Regions from separate parts of the Mus musculus genome. Here region 1 is linked to region 2. The links are chromatin contacts, called in public HiChIP or PLAC-seq maps. All regions are on one chromosome and are shown on one strand. Each heading gives the region's core, a stretch centred on a gene start, on an enhancer-like site or on the middle of the called end of the contact. The rest is flanking DNA. Distances are from core to core; before and after follow the strand shown. Region 1 has its middle 150 kb from the start of Gm36372. Region 2 has its middle 26 kb from the start of Gm36235.

Evidence for each region. HiChIP or PLAC-seq counts read pairs in DNA pulled down with a chosen protein or histone mark.
Region 1: a contact with region 2 is called in a RAD21 HiChIP or PLAC-seq map of pro-B cells, with 3 times the contacts expected there. The contact joins two enhancer-like sites. A contact is called at or near these places in 1 of 39 promoter capture datasets (the C10 cell line), 1 of 15 datasets of contacts at CTCF or cohesin (pro-B cells) and 4 of 484 Hi-C or Micro-C datasets (the C10 cell line, cortical neurons, myocytes and 1 more).

The regions. Positions count from the first base shown.
Region 1 is chr12:16,382,112-16,385,971 of GRCm38.p6, forward strand. No RefSeq gene overlaps it. Among named protein-coding and RNA genes, the nearest start is that of Gm36372, 150 kb to the left of the region's middle. Within about 2 kb of position 1,535, at least 45 of the 459 cell types and tissues checked have an H3K27ac peak or open chromatin away from gene starts, as enhancers often do. A contact at or near this core is called in pro-B cells, where this site is marked.
Region 2 is chr12:16,039,355-16,043,079 of GRCm38.p6, forward strand. No RefSeq gene overlaps it. Among named protein-coding and RNA genes, the nearest start is that of Gm36235, 26 kb to the left of the region's middle. Within about 2 kb of position 2,042, at least 24 of the 459 cell types and tissues checked have an H3K27ac peak or open chromatin away from gene starts, as enhancers often do. A contact at or near this core is called in pro-B cells, where this site is marked.

The DNA of each region.
Region 1 (3,860 bases), core at 285-2,784, 340 kb after region 2:
AATGACCTTTTTCACAGAAGTCACCTTACCAGATATCCTGCATATCAGATATTTGTATTATGGTTCATAACATAATTTTAAGGTTGGGGATCAACACAGCATGAGGAATTGTATTAAAGGATCGTAGCACTAGGATCGTCTAGGATCGTAGCACTAGGATCTGGAGTCATCTAGGAGACTGACCCTCCCTGGCCTGCAGGATCAGTCTCTTAGATGATTCCAGATCCTATTAAATTATTAACAGTAATCACTACAATATGGAAGAGAGTGGACAGAGGAGAAATTTACAAGTCAGGGGTAAAAGGTAAACTTGGACATCCTGCTCTGTATCCCAGACCCTTAGTAAAAGGCAAGTCGCTCTGCTTTTCAGGGTCTTTGTCTTTTCAAATGAAAAGACAAAGCCTGCCCAAATCTTTCAGTATCATGCAACTGTGACTGGCTAAGCAGGGGAGAGTCCCTGTCAGTGTCCCCCAGGTGACATAATCCAAAGGAAAATGTGGGTTTCAGCATCGCACAGTCACTGAACCATTCAGCTTCTGCACCCTAATTGGCAGCTTTCTAAGCAACTTCTCCCGGTTCTCATTTTCTCCGGGCAGTAGAGTATACTTTGGCATCAGAATGGGAGGCTTGGGGTGGTCGCCCGGTTTCTTTCCCTCCAGTGGATGGGGCATCATGGCCTTAAACCAGAACCATCTGTGCAAAATGACTGGGAGGCACACAAAGTGCCGGAACCACAAAATTCCAGCTTTGCTTTTGGCTTTCTGGCAAGAAAAGACTGAAAAGTCGGCTCTCGTTTCTCCAAATATTTCTCGCCACAGAGTCTGTGCAGACTGCCTCCAACTCTCCATCGGCAAACCTGGGCAGTTTGGGGACTTTGTTTTGCTTTGTTTTGTTTTTAGTTCGGTTGTTTGGTTGGTTGGTTGGTTGGGTTTTTTTTTTGTTTGTTTGTTTGTTTGTTTTTTGTTTTTGTGGCCTGCTCTCAAATGGTTTTGGAGGCATTGGCAGAACGCACATTAAGGCCATAGTATTGGCTGAGAGTCAGATGATTTCTTTTTCAAAAAGGAGAAACTTCATAAGCCTTACCTTGTGCACACACAGGTGTATAGAAGAAAAAAAAAATGTGGTTTTTCTTCTTGCATTCAGGACTCACTCGCCTCGGCCCAAATTTGAAAAACAGGTTGGGTTTTAGGGGTGTTGCTTTTTTAAATGTTGTTTCTGGTTATTTGGTTTGGTTTGGTTTAGTTTGGGATTTTTCCCCTCACTAAAGTTGTCTGCTAAATACTTGAGGTAAAATCCAGAGACCTGAAGTCTTTGGCCTACTGTCTGTGCCATCTGCACACCTGCATGGTGACACTCAAGAGTCCTGTATGACAACTGATGGGGACCACAGTTCGCTTGGCTCACTGGAGTGGTACCAAGAGAGTTACAAAACAGCGAGAGCTTCCGAACCCGTCACTCTCCTCTACACCACAGAAAGGCTTAAAGATCCAAAGCAAACCGGAGCTTGCTCAAGTTTCAGAGATGTCAAGTCATGTGGTCTAAGGCGAACAAATGTTTCTGGCTATAAATACTCAACAGAGTGTTCCAGCTCACTCAGCCAAAACCTAAACGCTGTGAGGTTTCACCCAAACGAATGGTTCCTTAAATAAACACAACGTCAGGGCAAAAGTGAGCAGCAAAACTTGCAATCAAGGACTGACACGAGAGGCGCCGTCTCGTGGAAGAGAGAGGCTGCACCTGGACGGCTGGTAACAAAAGTTAACCGAGGGCCCTTAGCAGGGCAGGCAGTGGCCAAGCAAGCCCTAGTCCCTCAGTGTGTTAACCCTCCCTCAGGTCCGCCAGGATGAGGACACTACCATCCAACACCATTGATGCGGGAAAGCCAAGCCCCCAGATAAATAAGAAAACCTAGCACATCATGGACGTCAAGGGTGTCTGGTGGCAAAGCCACTGGCCCTCTGTGCCAGGACCCACTGTGCCCAGCAAGGTCAAGAATGCTGGTCTTACCCTGGATTCTTCATCACTGGGAGGCATCCATGTCTTGGGAACCACTGAGTTTAGGGCTGCAGAGACAAAATGCCACAAACCAAGTAATTTAACACAACAGACACATTCTCTTACCATGCCCAGAACCATAGAAAATACACACTCTCTCTCTCACACACACACACTCCATACACATACACACTCATAAGCACACCACACTCCCACAGACACACAGTCACATGCACACCACGCTCAAACACACACACACATACATTCACATGCACATCCCACACACATACTCTACACACTCCAAACACACCACACACTCTCTCTACACACACACACTACACAATCACATATACACCACACACTCACATGCACACTCACACACACACACACACACACAAGAATTTTTAAATTTATAACTGGTAAATAAAACTCAAAGCAAGGAAGCTGTAAAAAGTACACGGGGGAAAGAAAACCCATCTGGGCAAGAGGTATTTGCATATTCTGTTAGATATACTTCCTGCCAGGTGTGTGCAGCACATGGCCAGTTGCAAATTTGATTATTGGAGAAATTTTGAAAAGTTAGATGCCTGCTGAACCCCCAGGGTTCTTTTCCCCTGCCTTCCACTGCTCCCTGATGCAATATTACATGGCTGTGTTTTATCCTCCAATTTCTGTCATCTTCCTAGAAATGCATGGTTTGCCTAAGTGTGGAGCATGAAGGCCTAACTCCCTCAGCTTGCAAGAATACTAAACTAAGTAGGAATTGTTTTGGTGTGTGTGTGTGTGTGTGTGTGTGTGTGTGTGTGTGTGTGTGTGTGTGTGTTGATGATGATGATGATCAATTTTGATTAGCACATACAGTACTGGCTTTCACTGTGACATTTCCAAGAGTCATTTGTTTTTGTTGATTTTACTTCTCCTCCTTAGCCCCACCCTACACACACACACCTGTCCACCCCAGTAGAATCTTATCTGCTTTTAGGCCATATGAGTTTTACTGCCCTCTTCCTGTTCTTTGCCACCCTTTATTTCCAGTGTGTGGTCTCCATTGTAGTTTTATTGCCTCTACATAATTATACCTGCATACACACACACACACACACACACACACACACACCTATATACACACATACATGTGTGTGTGTGTGTGTGTGTGTGTGTGTGTGTGTGTATCTGTGTATCTGAGTATCTTTGTATATGTGTATGTGTGGACCCACATACAATAGAGAAATGTGATATTTGCTTTTCTGAGTTAATAAAATATATATTAATATATTTAATATAATAATTTCACAGGTCACCCATTTTTCTGAAAATGTCTTAACTTTATTTTTCTGGATAAAACTGCACTGTACATGAATAGCACATTTTCATTACCCTAAATAGGAATTCTACAATATTACAATGTAGTCTACAAAGCTTCGACCGGTACTCTAGGAAGTAGCACAACTGACAGAGGGGATGGCCAGAAGGTCCTATCAGTGGCCCCCAGTTCTGTATTTGTCCATATAAGAGCGTTCTTCATTTGCATGTCACCATGGCTGTCAGATGGGGACCTTTGCTCTAGAGCAGTGGTTCTCAACCTTCGTAATGCTGAGGCCCTTTAATACAGTTCTTCAGGTTGTGGTGATCCCCAAACATAAAATTATTTTTGTTGCTACTTCATAACTGTGGTTTTGCAACTGTTATGAATTGTAATGTAAATATCTGATATGCAGGTTATCTGATGTGGGACCACCTCACCAAAGGGGTTGTAACCCACAGGTTGAGAATCACAGCTCCAGACACTGATCTGCCTTGGCCTTGCCTGTGAATACTGTAGCTGTTTAACATAAAATGAGAAACTCCAGGTCAAAGCTACAGAG
Region 2 (3,725 bases), core at 792-3,291:
CACAATATGTACTCACTGATAAGTGGATATTAGCCCAAAACCTAGGATACCCAAGATATAAGATACAATTTCCTAAACACATGAAACTCAAGAAAAATGAAGACTGAAGTGTGGACACTATACCCCTCCTTAGAAGTGGGAACAAAACACCCTTGGAAGGAGTTACAGAGACAAAGTTTGGAGCTGAGATGAAAGGATGGACCATGTAGAGACTGCCTTATCCAGGGATCCACCCCATAATCAGCATCCAAACGCTGACGCCATTGCATACACTAGCAAGATTTTATCGAAAGGACCCAGATGTAGCTGTCTCTTGTGAGACTATGCCGGGGCCTAGCAAACACAGAAGTGGATACCCACAGTCAGCTAATGGATGGATCACAGGGCTCCCAATGGAGGAGCTAGAGAAAGTACCCAAGGAGCTAAAGGGATCCGCAACCCTATAGGTGGAACAACATTATGAACTAACCAGTACCCCGGAGCTCTTGACTCTAGCTGCATATGTATCAAAGGATGGCCTAGTCGGCCATCACTGGAAAGAGAGGCCCATTGGACACACAAACTTTATATGCCCCAGAACAGGGGAACGCCAGGGCCAAAAAGGGGGAGTGGGCGGGTAGGGGAGTGGGGGTGGGTGGGTATGGGGGACTTTTGGTATAGCATTGGAAATGTAAATGAGCTAAATACCTAATAAAAAATGGAAAGAAAAAAAAATAAATATAAAGGAAACTCACTGATAGATTTTAAAAATTCACTAAATAAATTAATGGTAGAGAGAAAAAAAAGCAAACATCTCCTTAGCATTTATGAATGGCTAAGTCATGAACAGTAGAGCCTAATACTCTTCACTGGAAAAATAAAAGTGATTAGTACTATAATCAGAACCTTCCTTCATATATAAAAGTGGAATAAGTTAGGCAGGTTACATTTTTCCATTTTCAATGCAAGGTACTTGTTCTGTCCCCACTCCATAATATGTATATGTATAGACTTGCTCTGTCCTGTAGGTAAGTTTCCACTCCTCTTCCAGTCTGTTAGAGTAGATCCTCATTCCTATCATGTGCTCTGTGACTGGATTTTATACACTTGAACTATAACTGGATTATATATACCTATATATATAATATGTATATATAACATGTATATGTGTACATATACAATGTGTGTATACATATATATTACAATTTTATTAGATTTGTTCTTTGAAAATTTCACACACATGTATAAGCCTTCTGATTATGCTCCCCCCAATTCCATCTCAGCCCTGTCGGCATCCTTTTCCCCTGGGATTACATCGGTTTGTTTTGTTTTAATGGCCTGTTGAGTTCTACCAGGGATAGCTACATGGCCACAGGCATGGGCCTATCCAGTGGATCCTGGTGAGCTCACTAGCCCACGCTTGTTCCTAGAAGCACCAACACCATGCTGACTTTCAATGCCACCCAGTACTGAGGAATACCAGAGAGTCCCATTTCAAGAGGTCAGGATTATCCTCATGAAGGCTTCCTCCTAGATCTCTTTTGTCCCATAACAATAACTTTAACAGTTGCCCTTGTCTCAGAGCTAGCTTTAGAAAAAGAGGAGATCATCCAGTAGGAATCATGCTTGTGACTTGGATGTGTATGATAAATTCGGCTTCGTTTCCATCTATTTTCTTGTGGAAAGTGTGCTGTGTGTACATTGCCCTTTGAGATGTGTGTGTGTGTGTGTGTGTGTGTGTGTGTGTGTGTGTGTGTATGTGTGTGTGTGTGTGTGTGTGTGTGTGTGTGTGTGTGCTGTGTGTGTGTGTGTGTGTACTTTCTGTGCCAAGTACAGTTGGATGACAAGCACAGGACTGGATGAGGGTGGAATTTGCAGCTGGGCCATGTGCTCTGGATATTCACAGGGACCCCCAGGATGGACATCAAGTTTTTTTCGTTCTTTCATGTAAACACAAAGCAGCTCCTGTCTCATTTGGAGAGCCCATATGGAGTCTGCACGACACATGGCTCAAACCTACTTCCTTTATGCTGAGCATGTGATGATGCAGCTGAACAGCCTCACATTTACAGAGGATTTCACGCATGACAAACTGCACTCTAATCAGCTTCCGTGGCCTCACCCTGTTCCCCTTCCCTGCCCATCTGTCCCTTGGAACACAAGACCAAGGATCAGAGGATGTCATTCATATTTGTAAGTCAAGAAAGTGAAGACTTATAAGGGGTCAATTCAAGCCCAGAGGTGGATAAGTGCTAAGTAGATAAACACCTGTATAACCCCACTGAAGTGGTGGCTTTATTGTCAGGGACAGGGCTCCCGTTCCTAAGCATGGAACCTTTTCCACCACGTGTCATTACATAGAGACCCTGTTCAAGGACAATTGATGGGATCATCAAGCTTTGAAGAGCTTCTTCTTCCTCACTCTCTGAAGACACCATGAGCATACCCCATGCCCTGTGTTCACCAGGATCTGTCTCATCTTCACTGTAGCGCTGCCTGCATGCTTCTAGTGCTCTACACAGCACATGCAGCTTCTGTTTTGGGTCTTCTCAGGGTGCTGGGGTGCAAGAAGGTTCAACACACAAGTATAAAGTAAGTAAGCAGAAAGACAAGGGTAGGAAATAGATGGAAAGCAATGTATAGGGATGTGTCCGAACCACCTATCATGTGCCCTGGCCTCAGCCCTTTACAGCTACTCTATGGTAGTTCCTGAAGTCAGTACTTCAGTTCCCATGAAGGAAACCACATTCAGGAGAGTTAAGTCATTTCCTCCAATTCATCGAACCAGAGAATGTCAGAATTGAGATTTGAGCCCACACTAAGCATTTTCATTACTGGTGCTACCAATAGAAGATCCCAGGTGGATTAATAATTTTCTTGGGGCTCTAGATCCTTAACAATCCGTACTCTATTTTCCTCACCTGAGAAGAGCAGAATGAAAATTTTCCAGTGAGCATTCCCTATATGCAAAGAATAGTCAAATCTATTTTCATTGGCTTTCTACCCATTTTTTTTAAATCAAGAACAACGGAATATTTTCCACTTGAATATAAATAGATGTCTCAATTGTAAAGGTGCCTAGAGCTCAGAGTTACTTAACTTCCAGTTTAGGTATCCACCCTGCATTGCACAATCATCAAATGGGATATGGTGCAATTTTTTTTAATAGACTAAGCAAAACAAGTATTGAGTAACTAGAATCTCTCTTTATCCTTGTATGTGCCTATCAACCTTGCAGGAAAAGACAAGGCTCTTGACAGTAGCTCAGAAAGATCCCCAAAGTGTAGGAATGCATGAGGCTATGTCATGTTGCAATAGCTTGGGCAGGGAGAAATGAACAGTAAATAGACTGCTAGGACTTCCACTGTGCCTTCTGCTCTCTCTGTTTGGAGGTAGCAGCAGCTCCTTGCTGCTGAGACAAGAGCCAAATAAATACCTCTGGTACATCCCTCTATTTACTCTTCAGACAGCTGAGCCTGCTAAAAGTGTGGGGATTGCTTCCCAACATGGATTTTTCTGCTGAATAAAATACACAACATTACAAGAAATTGGAAAAAAATTAAAAATTTCTGTTGTCCTGATTCTTCTAACAGGGAGTTTCTCTGCTTGGCTGCTCCCTTCCAGGGTTCCTTCTCAGTGATAAGTGGTTTAACCTGTGGGACAAAATGAAGAAGGCACCATGGGCTGAGGGAGGCATCCTCTTTGATTAGAAACTAGATCTCTCAATTACTGGCTGAGTTGCTGTC